Regions from separate parts of the Pan troglodytes genome. Here region 2 is linked to region 1. A link is a contact called in public Hi-C data. All regions are on one chromosome and are shown on one strand. Each heading gives the region's core, a stretch centred on a gene start, on an enhancer-like site or on the middle of the called end of the contact. The rest is flanking DNA. Distances are from core to core; before and after follow the strand shown.

What was found. Hi-C and Micro-C count contacts between places; a contact is called where the count stands out from the background.
Region 2: a Hi-C map of induced pluripotent stem cells shows a contact between it and region 1, with 1.9 times the contacts expected there. The contact joins the promoter of PLXND1 here to the enhancer-like site in region 1. A contact is called at or near these places in 4 of 7 Hi-C or Micro-C datasets (blood, induced pluripotent stem cells and stem cell-derived neural progenitor cells).

What each region holds. Positions count from the first base shown.
Region 1 is chr2:132,727,060-132,733,562 of NHGRI_mPanTro3-v2.0_pri, forward strand. IFT122 (intraflagellar transport 122) reads left to right here. Exons shown (of 29, transcript XM_024355640.3): 14 at 1-59; 15 at 4,642-4,782. Among named protein-coding and RNA genes, the nearest start is that of RHO, 42 kb to the right of the region's middle. Within about 2 kb of position 3,007, at least 3 of the 24 cell types and tissues checked have an H3K27ac peak or open chromatin away from gene starts, as enhancers often do. A contact at or near this core is called in induced pluripotent stem cells, where this site is marked.
Region 2 is chr2:132,848,476-132,854,811 of NHGRI_mPanTro3-v2.0_pri, forward strand. It overlaps PLXND1 (plexin D1), which reads right to left and starts at 2,078. Exons shown (of 36, transcript XM_009446434.5): 1 at 641-2,078. The coding sequence starts at 1,951.

The sequences.
Region 1 (6,503 bases), core at 1,757-4,256:
ATGGCTCCAAGATCTTCTGCCTCCATGTCTTCTCCATTTCTGCTGTGGAGGTGCCGCAGGTAACTGGGGGTGCCTGTCCACTCTTAGCACTGGCAAGGCTGACAAGACCAGGGAAGCTGGGCCCTTTGCTGGTGCTTTGGGGAGAGAGTAGCAAGGAGAGAAGAATGGCAGCTGTGATGTCGTGGGAGGCAGTCTGGGCCTGGAACCTGCCGCCCTGTCTCCACTCCTTGCAACCTCTGTGACTGGGGGCAAACAGCTCAACCTCCCTGAGTATCAGTTTCTTCCTTGTCCCCTTTCTGTAGGGATGGGAGGGGTATGCAGTGTTGTCAGCAGCGTGTGTTTTGCGGAGAGCCCAGCGTGGGGCCGAATGGAGTGAGCAGCAAAGCCGGGAGTCCGGCAGGGTGTGTGTGTGAGTACGTGTGTGATGGTGGTGATGTGTGTGTGAGAGAGAGGGGAGAGAGAGAATGAGTGGGTGGGGGGTGTGGGCTGAGGTCTGTGAGCCAATAAGGGAGCATGGGACTCTGCACAAGCCCTCTGAACCAGGAGGTGGCCAGAACAGAAATGGGGCACTGAAGGGTGGAGCCACAGAATGGGGGAGGGCAGAACCAAAGACAGGCGGCTGAGATTGACCTCCCGAATGCAGGATGGTCTCCCCTCCACCTTCTGCACCCCAGGCAGATGGTGCTCACTGTAGAATTGCCATAAAACAGAGACGTGCATAGCGAGAAACTGTAGCCTTCAGCATCCCATCCTCAGGACAGAATCACTCTTAAACATGTTGAAATACATCTGCTTAGCGCTTTTCTACGAGTATATATAATATATGCATAATATACAATTAGGAGCATGTGGTTTTATAAGAACATTTTTAAACAAAAGTGGAATCACACTGCAAATACTTTTCATGACTTTTATGTGTATACGTATTGCTACCTATAGATGGAACCTCAGATTTACTGTATTCCCTGAGCCTGGCCTGTAAACAAGACTTCTCATCCCTTCCTTTATGGCTATCTTCTCATTTCACCTCACATTCGGTTATGGCAGCCCCATCACTGTCTATGAAGTGCTGGCTGTACACTAGTCATCTGGCCTTTTCACTCAACAATCTCCTAAAGCATCGTTCTGTGTCAGTAAATGGTAAATGTTCTTATCCTGCATGGCAAAATTTAGGGTAATTGTAGACTCACATAAATTGTAGGAAATAATACAGAGATCCCTTAAACCCTTTGCCTAGTTTCCCCCAACGGTAACAGTGTGCATAGCTCTAGAGTGATCTTCCCACCCATGTTGGCATGTGTAATCTCCCACCACAGTCATGGCACTGAACACTGCCACCACCACAAGGTCCCTGGTGTTGTGCTTTTTACAGCCAGCACCCCTCCCTCCTGCCTGGTCCCCACCTGCCTTGTATTTACAGCTGCATTTTATTGTGTCTTGTGGATGTTCCACAGCTTTCTTTACCAGTCCTACTGGACATGTTTGCTGCTTATAGCTTTTTTGTATTATTGTAAATAGCAGGCATCTTTCTAGCTAGGTCCTTGCACCTGTCCCAACTTGGCGCCTTGGCATAAATTCCTAGAAATGAAATTGCTGGGTCAAAGCACGTGTACCTTTGAAAGACTTTTAGGGAAATTTCCAGGTTTCCCTTCCGCTAGGCTCTGTCAGTCTGTTTTCCCCATACAACTCAGCTTCAGGCTAGAGCCCACTTCTTCTAAGCTGATGATACCCTCGAAACTCATGACTGCAAGACTTACTGGGGAAATGCCCATCATCCATGCCTGACACAGATCAGCTATTCAAGAAATGTTAGTGGAATTCAGATCTGAGGAAAAAGACCAGAAAGCAAGAGGAAGAAGGGAATGAGGTGGGTGGAAGTGGCAGCAGGACGAGGGGCACGAACAGCTTCTCCTGGACTGTGTCCTCGTCATCCTTGTCTGCCCCATTACAAACCCACGCACCACATCCACCAGGAACTCATCTCCCTCAATTGCCCCAAACTAGCTCTGCTTATTTTATTAAAAGGTTTTCTCCCAAGATTGCCATCCTGACCTCAAAAATAAATGCAGTTTGCTGCTCTCTGACTGTGGCCGGCCAAGAGGAGCCAGAGGGGCAGCCTGGGGCTTCCTCTGCCAGGACTTTAAGATTCAGCAGCAAAGTCTTGCTGACTGCACCAAGGCCATCCTGCTGACGCAGCGGGTCAGGACTGCCAAGGGTTAGGAAACACATTCTCAAGACAAAGGCTGTTCATCTGTCGCCTCTGCCTCCGGCCATCCTGTGGTTTTGGCCCAGAGAGGAGGGAGAAAGCATCAGACCCAGTCTTGGAATTTTTGGTTGCCTTTCGAAATTTACGTTGTCTTGTGCAAGAACTGGTTTGTCAGGGCTGCCAAGTAGGACAACGAGCCCTAGGAGGGCTTCTCAAGGCGGTGGTGACTTCATGTTTGAAATCCAACAGCAAGATAAAGTATAGCTCAGAGAGTATTTGTTCAGTGGGTCTATTTTTAAAACTCCACTCAAATTGTGCCTCCCAAGTAAGTCCAAGTGTTAGCCATCCATCATATGCTCAGCTGTGATATGCCTGCCTGAGTGCCTGTCCCACTCACGGGACAGTCAGCATGGCAAGCAGTTGGTGTGGTTCGGGGAAGGAGCACCAGCTTTCAGTCCTGACTCCGCCATCTCAAGCAGCTGTAACTAGAGCAACTCATTTCACTCTTTGGGGCCTCATTTCTTTTCTGTGAAATGGGGTTAATTATACCCATCTTTCAGGTTTCGTCAAGCCAAATTTCTATTATTATTTCTCCTTATTACTGACTCATAAAATAGCAAAAACCACAAAACACAACTAAATTGCAACAGGCTGTACTTACTGACGGACTTTAGAAAGGAAAGCTCATTGTGTGCTTTAAGAAAAGCTTTCAGGAGTTTGAGAAAGCTTCCAGGAGATGGTGAAACTTGATCTGAGCCCTGAGAGGTCTGGAAAGGAAAAGTGGAGCAGGGAAGCTTTTCAAACAAAGGGAAAGGTGGGGGTGGGAACAAGACTGGAGAGCCTGGGAGATGGTGAGGAGCTGGTGCTGAGAAAATACAGTGAAGGTAATGATCATGCCTGCGTTTTGCCCAGTGCTTCATTATTTTTGGAGCACATCTCTCCTTTGCCCATGGTAGCCTGAGCTGGGCAGGACATCTAAACAGAAGTTAATGAATTTACCCAAAAAGTCACCAGCCTAGGATGTGGCTGAGCCTGGCCTGGGTTCTAGGTCACCTGCTCCCTAGCCTATGCCTGCTGCCCCCCTAAAGGGAGCATTTAATGTGCCAATGAGGAGAGATGGCATGGTGGAAAAGATAAGCACTTGGAAGCAGCCATGTTTTGCTCTGAGAGTAGACAGACTCAAAAAAAAAAAAAAAAAAAAATTCCTTCAATTCTAAAGCTAAAAAATGGGACCGGAAATTTCAAAGACAGACAAAAGCCCCAAATGGAGAAAACAATACTTCAAGCTCCACATTTGGGAACCATTAGCACAGAGGTCCTGGCTGATTTCTCTTCCCTGCCCAGGAAGCCAGGAGAGATGCAGGCCACTGAAGCCCACTGGCTGGCCTAAAACAAGGGCAAGGCCTTTCCTTGTTAAAGATGTCATGGCCCAACTCAAGACTCATTCTCAGGCCTGCACGCACATATGCACATATACACACGTGCATACATGTGGCAGGAAGGGGCACAGAACCTGGAGTCCAGTCACCTCTAGCTATTGCCAGCTATTTGCTGGGACAGGTCATTTGTCCTCTCTGAGTCTCGGTCTCCTGGGCTGTAGCCAGGGAGAAATAATACCTACTGCACAGGACTATGGGGACAGCCAAAAGCCTTTTATAAACCTAAGAAAGAGAAGTTGTTAGGAACTATTCATGGGCACTCACAGCAAGGCAACCCCATCTTGTAGGAGGGCATCTGTCCCCAGGGCAGGGATCAGGAGACCTGTTTCCAGAGGCTTCCAGGGTAACTTGGAGCAAATCACTTACCTTTCTTGGACTCAGTCCCTGGAAGAAGAGGCCATTCCAGACCGCTTCCTCCCACGAACTCATTCATTCTGTCAGCAAACGTAGACTGGGGTTCTGCTGAGGGAGGCCGATACAACCCACCACTGCCCACGGGCTGTGCACGGCTTTGCTGTGGGAACAGGCCTGTAACTGCGGCACAACCTGCGATCTGGACAAAGGGCAGAGGAAGCTGAGACTCTTTCCCCTGGGGTGGGGGCTTGAGGGGCTTGGGAGGACTCTCCAGAAGAGGTGACATTTCAACAGGGCCTTGAAAGCCAAATAGGTATTTTCCAGAGGCAGAGTGGGGATGGGCAAAGGCATTCCAGGTGAGGGTGACATCCTATGGCGAGGCAGGCCTGCAGGTGGGAAGGAGGGGAGGATGGGCAGAGAGTTTGTGCTGTGGAGCACAGTGGCCCAGTCATGAGAGAGGTGCAGGATGGAGCACACAGGGTGGGCTGGGCAGGCTGGGCAGGGTGCTGATTGGCGGCTGCAGGGCTGCTCCCCAGGCATGGGTAATCATCCCACGCATCTGGAGGCAGGCTCTGTATGCATCTGGTTCTTTCCATGGCCCTGAAAACAGTCTTCTTTTTTTCCCTTGATGAAATCCTGCAGTCCGCTCCCATGTACCAGTACCTGGATAGGAAACTGTTCAAGGAAGCCTACCAGATTGCTTGCTTGGGTGTCACAGACACTGATTGGCGTGAACTGGCCATGGAAGCGCTAGAAGGTTTAGATTTTGAAACAGCAAAGAAGGTAAGCATCTAGCCAGCAGGAGCTGGAGTTTGGTCCTTGTGGGGTCCCTTAAGAAGGCAGATGGGGACGCAGGTGGCACGGAGAGGCCATAGACTGCAGCAGTCTCTGGAGTTAGGCTGACCTGGGCTTGTATCTTAGCCACTTCCTCACTGTGGGCCTGGGTAGGTGACACCCTTTCTAAGATTGCTTCTCTATAGACGTAGGGTGATGACAGGCCCCATCCTCACAAAGCTGTGAGGATCAAATGGGAGGATGCCTGTAAAGGCTGACCCAGGAGCAGCATGTCAGATTCTGGCTGTCACTCTTATTAGCTGTTCTCTATGGGAAGCACCTGGCTAGTAGCCTGGCACATCACAGGCACTCCGTAAATGGCGGCTTTTATTATCGGTGTAGTCACTGGCCATGATGCTGCACACAATGCTGCTTTTCTTAGCATCTGCCAACTAAGGTGGGAGAGATGGTCAAGGTCTCTGATTCTGACAGCAATGTGGGCACTTCCCACGTACCTTCATGGCGGGATTCATGGACTTGATTCGTTGTGTCCTTTCCTGGCCTAGTCTATGAAAGCTAGAGAGATGGCTGAAAACATCTGACCCCTTTCTGCACATAAGGAAAAGCCCAGGTATGTTCCTGAGCTGTATTTCCATCTAGAACCTCAGATGGAGGAAGGAATGGCTTCCAACCTCCACTCCCCTACCCCTTCCCTCTTTATCTCCCCACAGTCAATTAATGAGCTGCTCATTTTGTCCATATTCCTGGGCTGACATTGAAGGAGTGGCAAAGAGGGATGTGATGCCCGCCTTGGGTTAGATCAAGACTTGTAGGCATGAAGAGAGGAGACTGGACCAGACCAGGACTAAGAAGCCTGGCTGAGAACGAGCTGTGTCACATAAGGGGCTCTGGTACCTCAGGCCAGCCACTTTCCTTGGAGCCCCAGTCCTCCCAGTTCTGAAATGGGGGTGGTGAGAATGCCTGCTGCAGTCATGAGGCTTAACTGAGATGTTGTAAAGGGGAATTTAAATCAGGGATGGTTGTGCAGATGCTAGCCATTACTAAACAAGGGAAGTGATCGTTGTGTAACAATGATCTAGATTATATTTTTAGATGTCCTCAGTGTAGGAAAGTGGAGATGGAGGAGGCTGTAAGAATTCAGAGGAGGGGCCAGGTGCGGTGGCTCACGCCTGTAATCCTAGCACTTTGGGAGGCCGAGGTGTGCAGATCACAAGGTCAGGAGATCGAGACCATCCTGGCTAACACAGTGAAACCCCGTCTCTACTAAAAATACAAAAAATTAGCCGGGCATGGTGGCAGGCGCCTGTAGTCCCAGCTACTCCGGAGGCTGAGGCAGGAGAATGGCGTGAACCTGGGAGGCGGAGCGTGCAGTGAGCCGAGATGGTGCCACTGCACTCCAGCCTGGGCCATAGAGCAAGACTCTGACTTAAAAAAAAAAAAAAAAAAGAATTCAGAGGAGGGAGGAGGCATCTCTATGGAGGGAGCTTCCCTCTCCTGCCCCACCCAGAAATGCCAGCAGGGAGGAAGACGACAAATCCCTAGAATAGAAAGGATTGTAAAAAGCCACAAGGTTTAATATGAGTGTTTACTGATATTTTTATAAATATATATATTTTTATATATTTGTTTAAATATTGAGACAGGGACTCACTGTGTTGCCCAGGCGGGTCTTGAACTCCTGGGCTCAAGCAGTCTTCTTGCCTCAGCCT
Region 2 (6,336 bases), core at 828-3,327, 120 kb after region 1:
AGAGTACCGACTCATGCCCAAATACCTGCGTCCCCTGCCACGCACGTCCCACTGCACACCTAGCCCTGTCCCGTTGTACCAGTGTCTGTGCAGTACACCTGTCTGCCCTGTGCGTCTTCAGGCCCCAGCTTGCTGGCACACAAGTCCATGCAGACATCTGCAGGGCCCCGGTGCACACCTGTGTGCCTCCTTGCACACCTGCCACACCCATGCACCCATCACCAACGTGCAATGGTAACTCTGACAGGCTCACGCAGTGGCCCCAGAACACAACTTTGGTCAGGCATGCAGTCACTTACTGCGCCCTCAGCATGCACCTGTGACCCTCACGTGCATACCTGGGCTTTATGCGCACCTGGGTACCTGTGGCAACTTGGACCCCTCCCAGTACGCCTAGGTATGCGCGCCCATGAGCCGGCACTCACTTGAGTCCCTGCACATGCCCACCTGGGCCATACAGGTGCCAGTAGTACCCCTCGGGGGACACCTGTATTCTCGCGTGCACACCTGGGTTCCACGTACATCTGGATCTCTGCGCGCTCCCACCTGTGACCCACTCAGCTCACGACCCGCTCGGTTCCCGCCCGCCCCCGCCCCCGCCGCCGCCGCCGCCGCCGCCGCCGCCACCGCCCGGGTGTACCTGGATGTTGAGCTTGCGCTCGCAGGCCGGCCCCGTGCCCTGCACCACGCTGTCGAGCACCGCCACCACGTCGGGCGCCGGTTCCACGAAGCAGGCGGTGCGCGCAGCTCGGATGGCGGCTCGCACGTCGGCGAAGCGGAAGGCGCAGAGTGCGGCCGGAGCAGCGCGGGCCGCGGGGGACCCCTGGGGCCGCTCGAAGACAGCAAAGAGCCGCTCCCGGGCTGGGAAGACCGACACCAGGCGGCTGTAGAGGTCGCCGCGGCCCGCGCCGCCCGCGCACTGCAAGCCCAACTGGATGTAGGACTCGGTGAGCTTCTTGGCGTCGCCGCCGGCGCCGTGGGGCAGGCAGATGCGCGCCAGCAGGCTCCGCGCCTGGCTCTCCTTGTCGCCCGCGCGCGCCTCGCTGTTGAGCGCCAGGTACGCGTAGGACTGTGCACCCGGCGGCGGGTCGGACGGGTGCAGGAAGGCGCTCACGAAGCCCAGCTTGTGCTGCTCCTTGGCGCCCTGCTTGATCTTGAGGATGTTGTCGTCGGAGGGGTTGAGGTCGAAGGTGAAGAGCTTGGCCAGGTCGCCGCGCGTGTCCAGGGAGCGGATGGCGATCTCGGGCGTGTTCTCGAAGCGGTGGTCCTCCAGGCTGCGGTTGCGCGGGAAGAAGGAGCTGCCGTAACCGGTGTACGTGGCGCCCACGAGCAGGCGGCTGCCCCCCGCGCCCGCGGCGGGAGGCAGAACTAGCCCCACGGTGGACGCGTTCGGGTGGTTGGCCGCCACGTTCAGCATGCTGGGGAACACCGTGACGGGCTCGGCGGGGGGCGCGGCGGGCGGGAAGCGCACGGCCACGGCCGAGATGTTGCCCCGGCGCCGCAGCTGGCAGAAGCCCTGGTAGATGGACCCGCACACGACTACCAGGCCCTGGCCGGGGTCCAGCTGCAGGATCTTGTTGTAGTTGTCCGTGAGGCGCCGCGGGTGCTCGCACGAGGCCTGCGGCAGCTGCGGAGCGTGACACAGCGGGCTGTCGGGCACCGGGCCCACGGCCGCCTCGGCCTCCAGGCTCAGGTTGGCGCCCGACAGCTGATAGAGGCGGTTGACGGCCGCCAGGTACACGGTCCCCGCCGCGCCGTCCAGGGCGAAGTTGTTGGTGGGCGTGGGCGAGGGGAACCGACGCTGGATCTCCAGGGCGCCGGCCCGCGCCGCCCCCAGGAGCAGCAGCAACAGCAGCGGCACCGGGCACCGCGGCGGCGTCTGGAACGGCGGGGGGCTGGCGGCGGCGGCCCGGGCGCTAAGGGGTGCGCCGCCCGCGGCGCGAGGAGCCATCCGGGCGTGCGCGGGCTGCGCGGCGCGGCGAGTGCATGGGGCGAGGCGCGGCCGGGAGCCGGGAGCCCGGAGGCGGCGGGAGGCGGGGGGCGGGCCCGGGCCGCGAGGCGCTTCCTGCCCGCGCCAGCCGCCCCCGGCCCCGGCGCCCGGGCCCGGCTCAGCCTCGCCGCGCAGCCCGGGGGCGGGGCGGGGGCGGCTCCGCTGCGGACACGCCCTCACTCCCCGCCCCGGCCCCGCCCGCCCCCGGGACCCCCGCCTGCCCCTGGCCGCCCTGGGCCACGCCCCGCCGTCCGCGGGTCTCGCCGCCCGCGCCCTCCAGGACCCGCCCGCGGCCCCAGGGTCTCTCCCCGTAGCCGCCGCCGCCGTCGCTCGCTTTCCTCGCTCTTTCCTCCCACTTGGCCGCTTGGCCTGCCTCGCTCGCGCCTGTTTTCTCTTTTCCGCCCTCTCCCCCACCCCGTCTCTCCCTCTCTCTGCGTCTCTCGGTCTCTGCGTCTCTCCGTCTCTGTCCCCACCCCAAACTCCGCGCGTGTGGCGCTTCTCCGGGTTCTGCCTCTGCTTCTCCTTCTCCCTCCGACTCCGCTTCGCTCTCCAGTCCCTGGCAGCCCCGCCCCCGGCCCTTTCTAGTCTCCTTCTCTCTCCTGCTCCGTTTTTCCGTCCCTGACGCTCGCTCCCTCTCTCCGTGGCTCCCTCTGCCTCCCCCTCGGACCCTCCGTCCCTCTCTCGGTCCCTCTGAGCTCCCCTTTCCTTCTCCCTCTGCCTTCCCGAACCCTGTGTCTCCCCTCTACACTCAGCCTCCCTCCACCACCTTTCTCAGGCACTGTCCAGGCCTTCGCTCCCCCGGTGCCGGCCAGTCGGGCCCCCCAGACCCCATAATCTGTCCCCCAAACCCCAGACCCATAAAAGGGATTTACAAGTGGCAGGACCAGAGGGACCAGTGCTCAGGGTCAGATATATAAATGAGGAAAACATGGAGAGAGGAAATAGTTCCAGCCAGTGGCCCACAACCGATAGCCAGAGCAAGGCCTTGGTCCTGGAGCCCACAGTTGCCTCCTGTGGAGACCCAGCCGCACCCCCACCCCTGGCACCCCCGCCAGGCACTTTCCCTGACATCCTCCCAGGCCTAGTGGAAGATTAGTCCCACAAAAGCCGGCACTGGGCAGGGTTCTTGATCTCAAAAGCAGCGTTAGGGGCAGGCAGCCTGGTTCCAAGGTCACAGCCCTGTGAGGACCATACGCCGCGGCTGTTTTACGGGGGTGCTCACACAGGGCTAGCCCGTGCCAGACACTGTGCCAAGCACTTGCCATGTACGGGCTCTCTTTTTCCTCACAGATTCCCCCGAGGCGAGCGCTATTGGTAACCCATCTTCCAGATATGGAAACCAAGGCTGAGGGGAAGGGACTGGCCCAAGATGCACAGCTCATGAGGAGCAGAGCTACAGTGTTTGAAAGCAAAAGCCCTTCAGCTCCGACCTCTCAGAACGGGGCCTCCCATCAGACCCCCAGCTTCCACAGGGTGCCCGGTGGGCCTCACTCTGAGAGTAGCGGGACCTCATTTTCCTCTTTCCCACCCAACCAGGAAGGAAGGGCAGGGGTGTCTGTGCACCATGGGGCAGGCAGGAAAGGCTGGGCCTGCAGCCGCCCCCCACTTCCCTCAACACCCTCGCCTTCCTGCCATCCTGCCCGCCTTGTTCCAGACCCCTCAGCCCTGGTCTGGCCACTGCTTTGATGGCCGGGAGTGTTGAGCTGCAGGAAATTGGAGGCCCCCTCCCAGGCCCATCCACCCACCAAGAGCCACTTAGGGGACTGCCCGTGGGACTGTGTCCCTGTCTTCCTCTCTGGATGGAGAAGGCGCACATCGTGCCACCCGTGGGGGCCAACTGCAGAGCCCAGCAGGGGTGCATGGGGCCTGCCTCCATGCCTCTCCTCCTCACTCACATCCTCAGTGCCCCCACCCCAGTCCATCCGCTGGTCTCTCTGTCTTATCTCTCTCTCTCCTGCCCCCACCCATCTCTGTTCCTATCTGTCTTGCTCCTCCCGTTCACTCTCTTTGTCTCTCCTTCTCTCAGTGTCTTGCCCCCTTCCCTTTCCACTCTTCATCTGTCTCTCTGTGTCTCTATCTATGTCTCTCTCTCTGTCTCCCTCCCTATCCCTCACCCCCGCTCCCTCTCCAGCCCCTCCTCTCTTCCTTCCTGTCTCCCGCTCATCTGGTTCATCTTGCTGCATCCTGCAGCTCCCCCCACTGAGCCCTGAGGATACTGCTCAGTGTTGTCTTAGACCAGCCTGTGGTGATGATCCTGGGCACTTGGGACACAAGCTCCCTGCCAAGCTGAGCAGTGGGGTTTAGGAGCTCTCTAGGTGAAGGGTATTCGGGTCTGAGTATCCTCACATCAACTGGAGGTGAGAAGTGCTGTGTGGTCTTGTGCAAGGCACTCACCCTCTCTGAGCCTCAGTTTCCTCAACTGTAAAATGAGGACAATCGTAGCAGAACACCTGCCCCTGGGAGGGTGTGAGATGGAGAATATAACATAACAGGTGTCAAGCACAACAAGGCTCTTAGCAAACACCAGTTTCTCCCCGTCTTGTGGCAGTGAACCATGACCCCTGAAGCCCATGTTAGAGCCAGGAGTTGGGGTGGGGGGCATTGCAACTAAAGACCAGGGCTCCACCTCCTGTCCTGAGCCCCAATGTGGCTAGCAGAGCCACCAGACGGTGAGAGTGAATCCTGTGCCCAGCACTGCCCTACCAGATCTTACACCATCCTTGCAGCCAGCTGACTAGGCTGTGGTCAGCAAACCCATTTCACAGATGGGGAAACTGAGGGGCATTAGCAAGGTAAGGATTCAAACCCAGATCTGCCTCCACATCTTATGATTTCTCCCTTCTACCCATTAGCTGGGAGCACCATCAGGCCAGGATGGCTCATGGTGGCAGCCCCTATACCCCTGGCTGGGCAGAGGAGGTGCTGACAATTACTGGCTGAATGAATGAATAAAGGAAGGAACAAACCACACCTTCCCTGGCCTTACTAAGATGCAATGAGGTGTTCTTCCAGAGGGAATTTTGGAGGGAACCAAGGGGAGATGAAAGGTACTCAGGAGTGGGGATTAGGTGGGACCCAGCAATAACTAACTTGGAATGAACTAACCCAGAATAGCCAGACCTAGTTGGTTATTCACACTGCAATTTGGGCCTTTTTCAGTTTTTGTTCAAGTCTGATTATATCAAGGAAAAGGTCTTGGTTTGAGGCTAACATGTCTTTAATGACTGTAACATTTGTCACTGTCTCTTTTTAATAGAGAGAAGGTCTCAAACTCAGGGATGCTGAGTTTGATGCATGCTAGAATGTACTGATAGCGCTTTGTTTTCTTTGTACTTGCCGTTACTTTCTGGTTTTGGCAAGTGCTACTGGTTTTCCATGTACAGTAATGATGTAAAGCTTCCTTGATAAATGCATTGATTGAAGTCCTTTAAAAGTGAGTTAAAGACAAATGTGAAATAGGTGAGAATCCAGATGCCACCAAAATGCCTGAAATTTGGGAAATGTCCAGCAGTGCCTTTGAAGACGAGGACCTGGTGGCCGAGTCAGGGCAGTCTTGCTTGGGGCACGGTGGTCAACGGCTATGCTGGCTCGGAGAAGGCGGGCCTGGACCTTCCACCCCACTGGGTGGGCTTCCCACCCTGTCCTGTCCATTCTCACCTCTGACTGCCCAGGGCAGAGCTGTGAGGAGACAGAGGAAATGTTTTTCTTCTTCAATTGGAAAAAATAACAGTGGGGCCAGGGTTGCGCTGGGAGGAGGGGGCTCCTGCCCTCCCGTCCCTTGGGCCTGGCCTCTGAGAACGTTTCCTTGCAGGAAATGCCCCTGCAAGGTTAACGCTTTAGAGCACCGCCTCAGCCACAGGAAGGTGCTGGAAACAAGAGTCCTAGGGACGGCTTGGCAATCCAGCCATGGGCCTAGGTGGTGCCGGGAGCCATCACTGCTGCTTCTCGGGGGCTGGACCCGTCTCATTTCCCTGTGGGAGCAACCCTGCGGGGGGGGGGGGGTCTTAGCAACCCCCCTTTTTTTTTTAAATTATACTTTAAGTTCTAGGGTACATGTGCACAACGTGCAGGTTTGTTACATATGTATACAGGTGCCATGTTGGTGTGCTGCACCCATTAACTTGTCATTTACATTAGGTATATCTCCTAATGCTATCCCTCCCCCTCCCCCCACCCCACGACATGCCCCAGTGTGTGATATTCCCCATCCTGTGTCCAAGTGTTCTCATTGTTCAGTTCCCACCTATGAGTGAGAACATGCAGTGTTGGTTTTCTGTCCTTGCGATAGTTTGCTCAGAATTATGGTTTCCAGCTTCATCCATGTCCCTACAAAGGACATGAACTCA